Linked DNA regions of Sus scrofa: region 1 is linked to region 2. A link is a contact called in public Hi-C data. All regions are on one chromosome and are shown on one strand. The core of a region is the stretch at or near the end of the contact, and the rest is flanking DNA. Distances in the headings are between cores, read along the strand shown. Region 1 holds the start of RPS21 (ribosomal protein S21). Region 2 overlaps LAMA5 (laminin subunit alpha-5).

The links. Hi-C and Micro-C count contacts between places; a contact is called where the count stands out from the background.
Region 1: a contact with region 2 is called in a Hi-C map of liver, with 1.9 times the contacts expected there. The contact joins the promoter of RPS21 here to the enhancer-like site in region 2. A contact is called at or near these places in 1 of 5 promoter capture datasets (liver), 8 of 47 Hi-C or Micro-C datasets (embryonic fibroblasts, epiblast stem cells, fetal heart ventricle and 4 more) and 1 of 2 datasets of contacts at active chromatin or transcription factors (skeletal muscle).

What each region holds. Positions count from the first base shown.
Region 1 is chr17:61,761,396-61,768,093 of Sscrofa11.1, reverse strand. It overlaps RPS21 (ribosomal protein S21), which reads right to left and starts at 4,488. Exons shown (of 6, transcript NM_001097480.2): 1 at 4,461-4,488; 2 at 4,183-4,245; 3 at 4,036-4,099; 4 at 3,828-3,899; 5 at 3,419-3,474; 6 at 3,271-3,335. The coding sequence starts at 4,232. The coding sequence ends at 3,326. It overlaps CABLES2 (CDK5 and ABL1 enzyme substrate 2), which reads left to right. Exons shown (of 10, transcript XM_001924509.4): 9 at 723-927; 10 at 1,076-3,161. The coding sequence ends at 1,216.
Region 2 is chr17:61,714,810-61,721,589 of Sscrofa11.1, reverse strand. LAMA5 (laminin subunit alpha-5) reads left to right here. Exons shown (of 80, transcript XM_021078218.1): 17 at 120-172; 18 at 704-803; 19 at 950-1,002; 20 at 1,092-1,197; 21 at 1,540-1,639; 22 at 1,765-1,921; 23 at 2,071-2,209; 24 at 2,416-2,558; 25 at 2,656-2,762; 26 at 2,856-3,009; 27 at 3,408-3,568; 28 at 3,657-3,765; 29 at 5,690-5,787; 30 at 5,871-6,072; 1 more. Among named protein-coding and RNA genes, the nearest start is that of ADRM1, 25 kb to the right of the region's middle. Within about 2 kb of position 3,724, at least 10 of the 83 cell types and tissues checked have an H3K27ac peak or open chromatin away from gene starts, as enhancers often do. A contact at or near this core is called in liver, where this site is marked.

The DNA.
Region 1 (6,698 bases), core at 3,239-5,738, 46 kb before region 2:
CCATGAGCTGTGGTGTAGGTCACAGATGCAGCTTGAATCTGGTGTGGCTGTGGCCGTGGCCAGCAGCTGCAGCTCTGATTCGACCCCTAGCCTGGGAACCTCCATATGCCGTGGGTATGGCCCCAGAAAAGACAAAAAGACACCCCCCCCCAAAAAAAAAAAAAACCACTTCTGATGCGTAACCTGTGCCAGGCCTGGTTGGCTCTGCTCTCCTGTTTCCGGTAGATTCCTGAGCTTCATAAGCTCAGTGCATCCCTCCTAAGCCCACCCTTGCCAGCCAGCCAGGCCAGTAGCAGCAGCTCCGTCCTGCCTCCCGGGAGGTCAGGCCCTCTTGGTGCTTCTGCCAGCCCTTCCCAGGAGTTCCCCCTCACAGGTGCCCACAGCCCGTGAGGCGGGCACTGTGACCAGCCCCACAGCGAGTGGTCCAGACCACCATCAGCGCCACACCTCTGGGCCTTTGCACTGCTGCTCCCTCCCCACACCAGCCCCACCCCTGCTGCCCCAGGAGCACAGGGACTCAGTCCTCTGTGGGGTCCTCTTGAGAACAGGTGGAGGGGTGCCTCAGAGGCCAAGACCAGGCTGCTGCCTGCCTGCCAAGCTCTGGGCCTGAACACGGGGTCGTGCCCTCCGGCAGGAAATGTCACTTTTCCAGGGGCCCAAAGGCACATCAGGGAGCGCCACTTCCTGGCCCCACAGCCCTTGGCTCCCATGTAAACCCACAGTTTGAAACGAGAGATGCGGAACCTGTCTGAGGAGTGTGGGCTGGAGCCCGTGACCGTGTCCATGGCCTACGTATACTTCGAGAAGCTCGTCCTGCAGGGCAAGCTCAACAAGCAGAACCGCAAGCTGTGCGCAGGCGCTTGCGTGCTGCTGGCGGCCAAGATCAGCAGCGACCTGCGCAAGAGCGACGTGAAGCAGCTCATTGACGTGAGTCTGTCCCGCCCCGCCCCGGCCCCGCCCAGCCCTCCCGCCCCGCCCCGCCCCGCCCCGCGCTGGCTCCACCCCACCCCGCGCTGGCTCCGCCCCGCCCCGTGCTGGCTCCGCCCACTCAACCCCTTTCTCTTTCTCTGCGCAGAAGTTAGAAGAAAGGTTTCGATTCAACAGACGGGATCTGATTGGGTTTGAGTTCACGGTGCTCGTGGCCTTGGAACTTGCTCTCTACCTTCCCGAGAGCCAGGTCTTACCTCATTACAGGCGCCTCACGCAGCAGTTCTAGCCGGCCGCCGCGGGCGTTTGCGGGCGCTGCAGGGCGCACCCCGCGGGCGGTGCCGCCTCCTCCACCTTGGCTTCCTCGGAGCGGGCCTGCTTCCACGCCAAAGCACACTCCCCACCGCCACGGTATTTCTGAGCCCCCTGGCGTTCTTCCGCGAACCAGTGCGGGGTTTGTTACTGCTTCTTCTTTCCCTGTGCCTGAGACGGGTCTGGCACCAGCACGTGGATGTGCGCTGCGCGGGGCTGAATCCTGCCTCTTCAGCGCCTTTCTCCTTTGCGTGAGCCAGCCCTCTGCAAACCACCGTAGTCACTGCACTAGCATCTGCGGAGACCTGGGTTTCCAGAGCTCACTGGACGCCCTGAATTGCTGGAGTGACCCTGACAAAGCATTCATCTTGGCTCTCTCAGGTTTTCAGAAGTGGGAACTGCACTGGCCCCAGCAGCCCCTCGGGGGTTGCCGGCCCCACCTCCACCCCACCCTGACCGCCCGCCTCCGCCGGCAAGGCTCTGGCATCAGCCTGGGCCCCGGCGAGTGGACTCCTGGCTGGTCTTGATCTTGCTTTTACTCTCGGGCCTCTGTTCTTGCGAGGATCGTGTCACTGTGAAGCCCTGATGCCCCGACTGTCACACACCCCAGCAGGCCTCTGGTACGGGCACTAGCCCACCCCACACGCAGGGACGCGTCTCACCAGGAACACCCCACCGGCCCATGACACTTGGGACCTGCAGGAGGGCTGAGTTGCTGGCTCTTGGTCTTCCTGAGCAATACTGCAGAGAAAACCCATTATTTATTGTCATGTAGGACTTGCTTCTGTAGGTCTTTTTTTCCTGAGGGAACAAAAGCGTGTTAAAGAGACCTGAAGTTGTGACTTGAATCACACTTGACCCTCAAGCAGGAGGAGACTGATCACTTCCCGGCCTTGCCTCCCTGGAAGGGCTGGTGCCCGGGCCTTTTCCCCACGGGCACGAAGTGGCTTCTCCACACCACGGTCTCCAGCTCTTGCGTGTGCTTTGCTGCCCGCCCGAACACTGAAGACCAAGGAGGAGTTTCTCCCTTGAGAGTCGGCTGCTCACAAAAAAATGACTGTGTTGGCTGGGCCATGAAGCTGCTGTCCTACTGCTGTCCTAGAAAGCTGTCACTGGAGGGGCTCTGGGACAGCCCCACCCTGCATTCTGCCCATGTGGACTGGTGCTTTTGCAGAAAGGAGTTGCCAGCACTCAACCAGCAGCAGCTGCTGAGACCCCAGCAGAGGTGTGGGACGGCCACCTGCAGGCCTGCTCCCACCTGCCTGCTGTGTTCAGTCACTCAGTTGGGCTGAGGGGGACAGCAGGCCAGAGACAGAGCCCACGTGGGTTTACCGAGTGCCTCTTCCCCGTCCTCCTGCCCAAGACCGCCCTGGACCCGATGTGCACCAGGGGGGTTTTGAAGGATGAAGCTGCTAGGCCCCAGGCAACTCTTCTAGGTGACCTGTCCTGCCATCACAGGTCCCACGGACACGAACACGTGCTGCAAGGGACCGACTTCCAAAACTGTACGTTGCTGGTTTACAATTAGCCTCAAGGGACCCGTCTTGGGGGTTTCTATACAGACATTAGGATGGCTGGAGTAATTTAAGTTTGCGTGTCCACGTAGTGAGGTTTTCTCGTTCACCAAACCCATCTGTAACCTTCCCCTTTGTGTGCTGCACCCTTTTTAATGATGTCAGGAGCTGCCACTGTGTGGTACTCCAGTGAAGCCAGTATTTAAGGCATTTAACTTCAGCCTAAACTGTCCCCCCCCCGAACCTGCTCAGACATGAGTCCAAGGGCCTTGTGCCGCCCCCTCAGCACCGGGCAGGTGTTGTGGATTTAAATGTGTGCTTAGTGGTCATCTGACCTAAGTCATGTGTCATGGATCTGTTAGCAAAGTCATGTACTTGTGCTTTTAAGTAAAATCTGGTTTTGCAGTATGCTTTTCAGGTGACAGGCCCCTTCCACTCACAGCAGATACCCCAGCCCCGACCCTCAGAGCCCAGAGGAGAGACCACCATCCCTCCCAAGCAGACAGTGAAACAACAGACGGACTTGCACTATTTATTTATGACAAACATTCCACATGTGTGAGCCTCGCCAGTCAGAAGTTCCTAGAAAAGGAAGAAAGATATGAAAATCTGGCTTCTGAAGAAGCCCCCCCCCCAGCCCTCTGTCCACACGCCGACCCTCTTACTTTGAGACAATGCCGTCGGCCTTGGCCAGCCGGAGAATGGAGTCGTCTGACTCTCCCTGGCAAGAAAAGCACCCTGAGACCACTGCCCAGAGGTCCAGCCACACCCCGGCCCAGCCGGACCACAGGAGGCACAGCAGCAGTGGGCAGACACTTGGCAGTGCAGGAGAGGCCCTGGGGATCTGAGGTCAAGGCCCATCTGTGTCTCTTATCAGGATGGCCCTTTCTTGGGACCCCCAAGCACCCCTCTTCCACCCCCCTCCCTCCCCCCGGGAAGGGGCTGGCAGCAGCACAGTCCAGTCCAACAGGCTCTGGCCCGTTCTGTCAACACATCTGCTCAGACCTGAGGACACGCAGGGAGAGACCATTTCCCTGCTCAAAAGGCCAGTGAAAGAGACCAGGGGACACTCACCATCCTGCGAATGGCACCACAGATGGCGTAGGTTTTAAACTGGCCGTTGAACCTGCCTGTCACCTTGTCAACCTGTAAGTCAGGAAGGGGGGTCACGAAGAGGCGCACCCGAACGCCTTTAGCTCCAAGCCCGGGGTTCAGAAGTCAACACGCAGACCAGTCCGGCAGACCTTGCGCCCTCCCCGGCGCAGAGATCCTCCCGACTCACCTCGGCCACGTTCATCTGGATGGACGCGTGGTCCTTGGCGCCGATGATGCGGTTGCTGGCGGAGCTGCGGGGGGCGGGAGGGCAGTGAGCGGGGAGGGGCTCGCTGGGAGCGGTTGGGGGGATTACGGGGCGGTGGGGAGCGCTCACCATTTTCGAGGCACGTATAGGTCCACGAACTCGCCCGCGTCGTTCTGCATGTTGAAGGCACGCCTGCGGGACCCCAAGCGGTGCCGTAAGGAAAGGGCCGCGCGCCCCTTCCCACCCACCCGATCCCCGCGCCATGCCCTTTTCCAGGCCCGACTCCGGTAGCCGCGCGGTCCCCCGGGCCAGGCCCCGACCCCCCCCGCCGTGCCCCCGGCCCGACTCGAACCCCGATCCCCGCGCGGTCCCCCTGCCCAGGCCCCGAGCCCAGCCGCGCGGCCCACCTTGTGTCACCACGATGAGCGCGAGCGCAGAAAGGAAGGGCCGGTTCCCCCGGCAGCACTACTGGCGGACGGGGGCGGGGCCTCGCGAGTACTTCCGGTTCTCCCGCGCTGCCTCGAGTCTGCGCGGAGAGCGGTGCGGGCCGGGCCGACGCACTTCCGCTTCCGGTGGGCGGGAGCCACCGGGCGTCTGCGCTGCGGTCTCGGCCCCCCTGCGGCTCCTGGCCGTCTCGGCTGCGCCCCCAGGCTGGTTGGCGTGCGGGGCTGGCGGCCGGCGCGGGAGTGCTGGGACGGACCGCGCTCGTCTGAACGTGAGAGGTGTAGACCGTGCCGGGGACTCACCCCGGGAAACTAGCCAGGCAACGCGGAGATGGACGCAGGAGGGGCGTCGTGGGTTATAAGAGCAAAGGGTGCGGCGAGCCCCTGCGGTCCTGAGGGAGGCCGGGAGCAGCGGCGGGGCTGCGGCGGGGGACACCCTGGATTAGAAGCCAACCCCTCGGGAAACCAGGACCAAGCTGCGAAGGCGCTTGGCCAAGCCCAGTGGCAGAGCCCCCACAGCCCTTGCCCTGCACCATCGGGCCCCTCCCCAGGACTCTCCCCCACCGCATCACCCCCGCTACACCTCCATGGAGCAGTACTGACGGAGAGGCCCATTCCTGCGGCCAGGAATTTGTTAGTGAAGAAAACGGGAAACTCCTAGAGTGCAGAATTAGTGTCCCAGAGCCCCCTGCCCACATTCCTGGGAGTGTGTGCGCGGCAGCCTGTCCCTTTGGGACTTCATCTCCGATGAAACGGAAGGCCCCTCCCGGATGGACCCCAGGCCACACACGTCTTGTCTCCCGCTGCTGCCACCCTCCCATCCTCCAAGTCTGGTCTCCCCCATCACTTCCGCACCTGAGTCTCGGCTCGCCCAGGTGGGGGCTCTCCCAGGGCGGGCTCTGCTCACCGAGTGGGACTGCACATAGTAGGTGTACGAAGCCAGTGAACGTGCACACGATCCCTATCAGCCTGGCCCCACAGGGCCTTGTCTGAATCATGGCCAACTTCCGTGGAGCTCTGGGCCTGGCGGGGACTGAGGCCACAAGTTCCTTCATACCTGTGTTTGGGTGGGCAGCGTGTCTGCTGTTGCTTCCATGGGACTCCAGCGGCTGGGTATCAGGCGTGAGGTCACCAAGGCCAGCACCTTGTAGAAGGGTCACTCAGTGTCTGTGCCAGCCCCGAGAGAGAGAAAGAGAGAGAGAGGTGTGCTTTGTCCAGGCCCCCCAGCACATGCACAGGTATTACATGTTTATGTTTGTGGCAGGGGTCTGCACAGCTGGCCTACCTGTCCAGCTAGGCCTGGTCTTCAAGAGATTCTGTAGGAGTTACTGCTGTGGCACAGTGGGTTAGGAGTCGACTGCAGTGGCTCAGGTCACCCCCAGCCTATTGCAGTGGGTTAAAGGAGCCGGCCTTGCCGCAGCCGTGGCATAGATTTCAATCCCTAGCCCAGGAACTTCCACATGCTGCAGCATGCAGCCATACCATTTTCTAAAAATAAATTTTAAAAAAGATTTATCTCTAACTGGAAGGTAAGAGACAGAGTAGCAGGAGAGTGGCAGAGAGGGGCCTGCCAGAGTCTTAGCCCCGAAATAAACCCTCGTGTATACAGTCAAGTGATTTCTGATGAGAGTGCCAGGACCATTTAAGAGAGAAAGGGGAGTTCCTGTCGTGGCACAGCGGAAATGGATCCGACTAGGAACCGTGAGGTGGCCGGTTCTATCCCTGGCCTCGCTCAGTGGGTTAAGGATCCAGCATTGCCGTGAGCTGTGGTGTAGGTTGCAGATGAGGCTGGCATCCTGTGTGGCTGTGGCTCAGGGCAACAGCTGCAGCTCCAAGTAGACCCCTAGCCTGGGAACCTCCATGTGTTGAGGGTGTGGCCCTGAAAAGACAAAAAGCCAAAAAAAAAAAAGAGGGTGGTGTTCGCAGCAAGTGTGCTGGAAAGACTGGCTACCACGTGCAAAAGGATGAAGCAGGCCCCTTCCTTTGTGCCACGTGCAAAAATCAACACAAAATGAATCAAGGACACAAATGTAAAAATGAAACTCTTAGAGGAAAATTTAGGGCACAGCCTTTGCCTTGGCGATGCTTTCTTGCACATGAGATGAAAGACACAATCAGCAACAACAAAAAAGACAAAGTTTGAAAAATGTGTGCATCAAAGACACCATCAATAGAGTGAAGAGGCAAAGTCCCCACTGGCAC
Region 2 (6,780 bases), core at 2,475-4,974:
TGTGGGACGTGTGTGTGCTGCCTCCCAGGGAGCCTCGGGTCCTGGCAGGGCCTAGGGAAGCCCTTGGCCATCCGGGTCCGTGACCGCCTAGTGACTGGGGCCTGGTCATCTCTCTGCAGCTGGCTCCTGCCACCCCGCCGGCCTGATCCCGGCCGATCGCGTCCTTCCTGAGGTGAGCCCAGGGCAGCCCTCTGGGTCCAAGGCCACCACCTCCCGAGAGGCCACCGCGTCTTCTACTGCTCGGTTGCCACGGCAACCTCAGGGCCCACTCGTTCCCCCGGCTGGTCCTCTGTCCCCACTGCAGGGTCATGCCAGAGAAGAGACAGGGCTCCAGGGCTGAGGGCTTGTGGGTAGGAGGACAAGGACCTACTCTGGGGAGTTCCCGTCCTGGCGCAGTGGTTAACGAATCCGACTAGGAACCATGAGGTTGCGGGTTCGGTCCCTGCCCTTGCTCAGTGGGTTAACGATCCGGCGTGGCTGTGAGCTGTGGTGTAGGTCGCAGACGCGGCTCGGATCCTGCATTGCTGTGGCGGCTCTGGAGTAGGCTGGTGGCTACAGCTCCGATTGGACCCCTAGCCTGGGAACCTCCATATGCCGCGAGAGCAGCCCAAGAAATAGCAAAAAGAAAGAAAAGAAAAGAAAAAAAAAAAAAAAAAAAAAGGACCCACTCTGACCCTCCCTGTCATCCCCCCCCCGGGCACAGGCCCCCTGTTTGTGCCGGGCTCACGTGGAAGGGCCGAGCTGCGATCGCTGCAAAGCCGGCTTCTGGGGGCTGAGTCCCAGCAACCCCGAGGGCTGCACCCGTGAGTCTTCTCTGCGTTGGTATTGGGGTGCTGGGGGATCCCGGGTGGTGGGCAGGTGAAGGTTGGCCCCATAGCGTCTGAAGTCAGGGGAGTCCGGGCCCTCCTGCCCCTCCCTGGCTCTCAGGCCTGCTCTGCCCCTCCCCCAGGCTGCAGCTGTGACCCCAGGGGCACCCTGGGCGGAGCTGCTGAGTGCCAGCCGGTGAGTCTGAGGGCAAAGGTGGGGGGGGCATGGGAGCAGCGTGCAGGGACCCTCCCCTATCTGGTCCCACCTTCTTTCTCGGCCCCCAGGGCAACGGCCAGTGCTTCTGCAAGCCCCATGTGTGCGGCCAGACCTGCTCTGCCTGCAAGGAGGGCTTCTTCGGGCTGGACCAGGCTGACTACTTTGGCTGTCGTGGTCAGTGCCCACTTGGCCCTTGGACCATGTCCTGGGGGAGGCCAAGGCCCAGAGAGAGTCGGATGGGGCAAGGACCCAGCAGAGGGGAGCCACAGGAGAGAGGAGGCAGTTTGTGCTCCTTCCCCCCATCCGTGTCCCTGGCAGGCATCACTAATCAATCCCAGTGCCCTTGCCCCAAAGCCCCAGGCACCCCCAGCCGCAGGTGAAGTTGGCTTCCCAGTCTGTGCTGCGCTGGATGGAGGGTGCATGGAGCAGAGCCCTGAGCCGGGGGCGGTGGGAGGAGCACCCAGGCCGGGTGGGGCGGGGGCTGGGCTGCACTGACCCTGCTCTGTCCTGTGCCAGGCTGCCGGTGCGACGTGGGCGGTGCCCTGGGCCAGGGCTGTGAGCTGAGGACTGGCGCCTGCCTGTGCCGCCCCAACACCCAGGGCCCCACCTGCAGCGAGTGCGTGCCCCCACCCTGGCTGGGCGGGGGGAGGTGGGGGGCAGCAGTTGTCACTGGACTTCTCCCTGGGGACTGCCCTGCCCAGACTGTGTCACGGCCACTCTGACTGCCCTTGCCGTGGCCAGGCCGGCTCGGGGCCACTACCTCCCCGACCTGCACCACCTGCGCCTGGAGCTGGAGGAGGCGGCGACGCCCGAGGGCCACGCCGTGCGCTTCGGCTTTAACCCCCTGGAGTTCGAGGGCTTCAGCTGGAGGGGCTATGCGCAGATGACACCCATCCAGGTGGGTGCCGTGCTCCCCGACCCCGGCCCGGCTCAGAGTTCCCGGCGTGGCAGGCAGGGTGGGTGGCAGGCAGGCCCCCAGGTCACGGGGCTAGACTGGAGACGGCCAGGGAGGGGCAGCCCCGACCTTCCACGCGCACCCCACCCCAGCCCAGGATCGTGGCACGGCTGAATGTGACCTCCCCTGACCTCTTCCGACTTGTCTTCCGATACGTGAACCGCGGGCCCACGGGCGTGAGCGGGCGGGTCTCCGTGCGAGACCAGGGCAAGTTTGCCACCTGCACCAACTGTGAGTGCGGGGTTTGGCGGGGGGCGGGGCGTGGAAGGTCCACCCCACAGCCCCCTGCCCACGGCTCCCCATCCCCCTCATGCCCCTTCCCACCCCACCTCCATCACTCAGCCCCTGCCTCGCCCCCATGCATGAGGGGGGCCCTGGGGGAGGCGTAGCCTGGGGTGGCGTGCCCATGTCCAGGAGGTCACTGTCCCTGCCCCCAGGCACAGAGCAGAGCCAGCCCGTGGCCTTCCCACCCAGCACGGAGCCCGCCTTCGTCACCGTGCCCCAGAGGGGCTTCGGGGAGCCTTTTGTGCTGAACCCTGGCACCTGGGCCCTGCTGGTGGAAGCCGAAGGGGTGCTCCTGGTGAGATGGGGTTGAGCGGGATGGGGCAGGCCCTGGGCTGGGGCCGGGGCTGGGGCCAGGACGTCTAACCCCCACTCCACCCCGCCCCACCCGCCAGGACTACGTGGTCCTGCTGCCCAGCGCCTACTACGAGGCGGCCCTCCTGCAGCTGCGGGTGACCGAGCCCTGCACGTTCCGGCCCACTGCCCAGCGCTCCGGGGAGAAGTGAGGGCTGGGGCGGGGGCAGGGGTGGGGGCCGGTCTGACCCTCATGGCGCTCCGGCCGCCTGCCAACCACGGTCTGTGCGCCCCCACCCAGCTGCCTCCTCTACACCCACCTGCCCTTGGACGGCTTCCCTTCGGCCGCTGGGCCCGAGGCCCTGTGTCGCCATGACAACAGCCTCCCCCGGCCCTGCCCCACGGAGCAGCTCGGGCCCTCGCATCCGCCGCTGGTTGCTTGCCAGGGCACAGACGTGCGTGTCCCCGGGACCCCGTGGGGGCAGGCAGGGTCGGGACCTGGGGAGGTGTGACGTGGGCAGAACATGGTCACTGGAGCGAGTGCTCAAGGCCAGCTCGAGGGCCTCGTCTGTAAATGGGGTCCCAGTGGCCCAGCCCTCCAGCTGGCTGGGAGGAGGTGTCGGGTCCCTGGTTCGCTTTGGGTACCCGGCGCTCTGTGGCGATGAGGCCACAGGTGGGCAGGGGAGGCTGCGTGGCTGCAAGAAAAGCACCCTGAGCAGCAGGCTGGCGAGGTGCACAGGCCCTGAGCCCGGGGGAGAGGCTGTGCGGGCAGAGGGTGCGAGGACCATTCCAGGAGCACCAGGTTCTCCAGGTGGGGGCCGGGGCCGGGCCTCCCATCGCCCTGTCCCCCCAGGTGGATGTCCAGCTTCAGGTGGCAGTGCCGCAGCCAGGCCGCTACGCCCTGGTGGTGGAGTACGTCAACGAGGACGGCCGCCAGGAGGTGGACGTGGCTGTGCACAGCCCCCAGCAGGCCCTCCAGCGGGGGTCCCTCACCCTCCACCCCTGCCCGTACAGGTGTGTGGGCGGAGGCTTCAAGTCTGGGGGCGGGGTGGGAGGGCTCGGGGTCCCAGGGCTGCCTGCTGACCACCCGCCCCATCCCCAGCACCCTGTGCCGGGGCGCTGCCATGGACGACCAGCGCCACCTGGCGGTCTTCCTCCTGGACACAGAGGCCAGCGTCCGGCTCATGGCTGAGCAGGCCCGCTTCTTCCTGGTGAGGCCCCGCCCCTCACCTGCACACGAGGGGGCGGGCTGGGCGGGACTTGCCCCGGGCTCAGGTCTTTGCAGCGTCTTTAGACAGTCACAGAGCGTGTGATGCGCTCCGTGTCGGAGGTTAGGGCGGGCCGGGATGGGGCTCTTCCAGCACCCCCCTCACCTGCAGGAGCTTTGCCCTGTGGGTGTAAAATGCACATTTGTAAGTAATGCCCACGCCACGTCAGGGGAACTCTGACGCGTTGAAGTCAAAGTAGAAAGAAATAGCCATCTTAGTGAAAGGCCGCTTGTTGGTCTAATTTACAAAAACAACACCGTGCGAGCAGGGCCCCTCCTGTGGGTCCTGTAGCTTGGAATTCACTGGCGTCATGAACTCGCTTCTGTGTCAGCCTCACAGGGTTGAAAATTAAATCCCAAGACTAAACGCATGCAGACCTGTTTTGTAATCGCTGAACTCTGTGCAATATTAACCTGGTTCCGATGCCCAGAACCCGGCATACGTGGTAAAGGGGTGTGACAGGTGATGTTTGTTCTCATCAGAGGATTATACAGCCTCTCCACGTTGTGTCTCCTAGGCCTTTAAAACTTCTATCAGAGTAACGTATGCCTGCATTTTTTTTTTTTTTTTTTTTTTTTTTTTTTTTTTTTTGGCTTCTTAGGGCTGCGCCTGCAGCGTATGGATGTTCCCAGGCTAGGGGTCAAATCGGAGCCGTAGCTTCTGGCTTATGCCACAGCCACAGCAACACTGGGTCGGAGCCGCATCTGCAAACTATACCACAGCTCATGGCAACATAGGATCCTTAACCCACTGAGCAAGGCCAGGGATCGAACCTGTGTCCTCACGTGCTGGTCAGATTTGTTTCCGCTGCCATGACGGGAACTCCCGTGCCTGCGTTTTTATAAAAAGCATCAAACATTGAATGGCACAGCAAGTTAAGGATCAGGCGTTGTCATTGTAGCAGCTCGGGGTTGCTGCTTTCTGGGGCACAGGTTCAATCCCTGAGCTGGGAATTTCTACATGCCACGAGTGAAGCCAAAAAAAAAATACTGAATTGCGACAAAAAACGTGATCCTCTGTCCCATCTGTCACGTCTCCTCGTTCCACTCTCCAGCCCATTCCCTCCAGGTCGCGGAGTGACACCGTAACACGAATTACGTTGCTTTCCCTGGTTTCTCGGTGTCAGACCCCCTCAGGCGCACACAGCACTGCAACTGGGGACTAGGTCATGTTGGGTTTTTTTTAACTTTCCATGGAGCTGTACCCACAGTGCACAGCCCGGCGCGTTCCTCCCACCTGCCTGGAGCTGGGTTAGGCAGTGACATGGCTCCACCCCAGACGCCCCTCGGGCCCCCAGGGCAGCCCTCTCCGGACATGGGCAGCTCCGCCTAGTTTGCCTGTTCTGGAACTTTCCGTAGCCAGGGTCACACAGGTGTTCTTTCTGATGCTTTTGCCGATGCCATTTCGGGGGTGGATGGTGCTGTCCCCAGGGTCACACAGGTGTTCTTTCTGATGCTTTTGCCGATGCCATTTCGGGGGTGGATGGTGCTGTCCCCGTGGTCACGCGGCACTGTGTTCACTGTAGGGTTTTTGGGACGTGCCGTGGTGGCGTGTGACCAAATTTGTCACACGTGTTCCTGCACGGTGGCAGCTGGCTCAGGGCAGAGATGCCTGCTGAGCTCCTGCCTGGGCCGGTCCCACCCCTGTAACCACAGAGGGTGGTGGGTGCACGGTGGGAGAAGGAGCCTGGGGGAGCCGGCAGGTGCTCTAGGACCTCAAAACCATAGGCACGGGCCGGGTGTGTGCAGCCGGAGGAGGCGGGTGGAGTGGGAGTTGGGGGTGTGGTGTGAAGCGCAGGACCAGGCTGGGTGTGGGTGTGGACGGGCTTGGCCTGCCCTCTGCATGCACACCTGTCCCCTGCCTGCAGCACAGCGTCACCCTGGTGCCCGTGGAGACGTTCAGCGCGGAGTTCCTGGAGCCCCGCGTCCACTGCATCAGCACCCACGGCACCTTCGGCCCCAGCAGGTAGTGGGGCTGGGAGGGCCCGGAGCGGTTGCCAAGGCCCCACCCGGGACCCAGGGACTCACCCCTGCGCCCCCCACCCCCAGCACCGCCTGCCTGCCCTCCCGCTTCCCGAAGCCGCCCCAGCCCATCGTGCTCAGGGACTGCCAGGTGCTGCCGCTGCCGCCGGGCGTCCCGCTGACCCAGGCGCAGGAGGTCACCCCCGCCGCGCCCCCCTCCGGGCCCCAGCCTCGGCCCCCCACCGCCGTGGACCCTGAGGCCGAGCCCACCCTGCTGCGCCAGCCCCAGGTGAGGGCCCAGGGGCACGGGGTGGGGCTGGCTCTGCCCCCGGCCCCCAGCGTCCCCGCAGCCCCGCCCGCTCACCGCAGCCCCTCCCGCAGGGCGCCGTGGTCTTCGCCACCCACGTGCCCGCGCTGGGCCGCTACGCCTTCCTGTTGCACGGCTACCAGCCGGCGCACCCCGCCTTCGCCGTGGACGTGCTCATCAGCGGGGGCCGCGTCTGGCAGGGTGAGCAGCCGCAGCGGCGCGGGAGGGCCGGGCCCCGGGCCGCGGCCCTGGGGGTCTCATCCACGCCCCCCCCCACCCCCGTGTGAGACCACGCGCGACGTGGCTGCACAACTCCCGTTGGCTGGCTGCGAGTGACGGCCCTGCCCCGTCCTGCCCGTGGTTCAGGAGGTGCCTCGGGTTCGCAGACCCCGCTCCTCACGTGTGTCGTGACCCAGACGCCCCGTCCCCCGCTCGGTGATCGAGGGCTCGCTGCGGCGCCCGTGTCCCCACGTGTCTGTCTCACTCTGCTCCGCCGAGCCCAGGGACCCACGCCCTGTGGGCCGTCGTGTGTGACCACGGCTGGTGGATGTAGCGGGAGGGGCCACGGGCGGGTCACACAGTCCAGGTCATCTTCACGGGGGCGGGCTCCTCGGGGGCCGGTGCTGCCCGCAGGCACCCCCTGCTCCCTGGCCTTGGCCTCCCAGCCTCGTCCCTGGAGGCCATGGGACA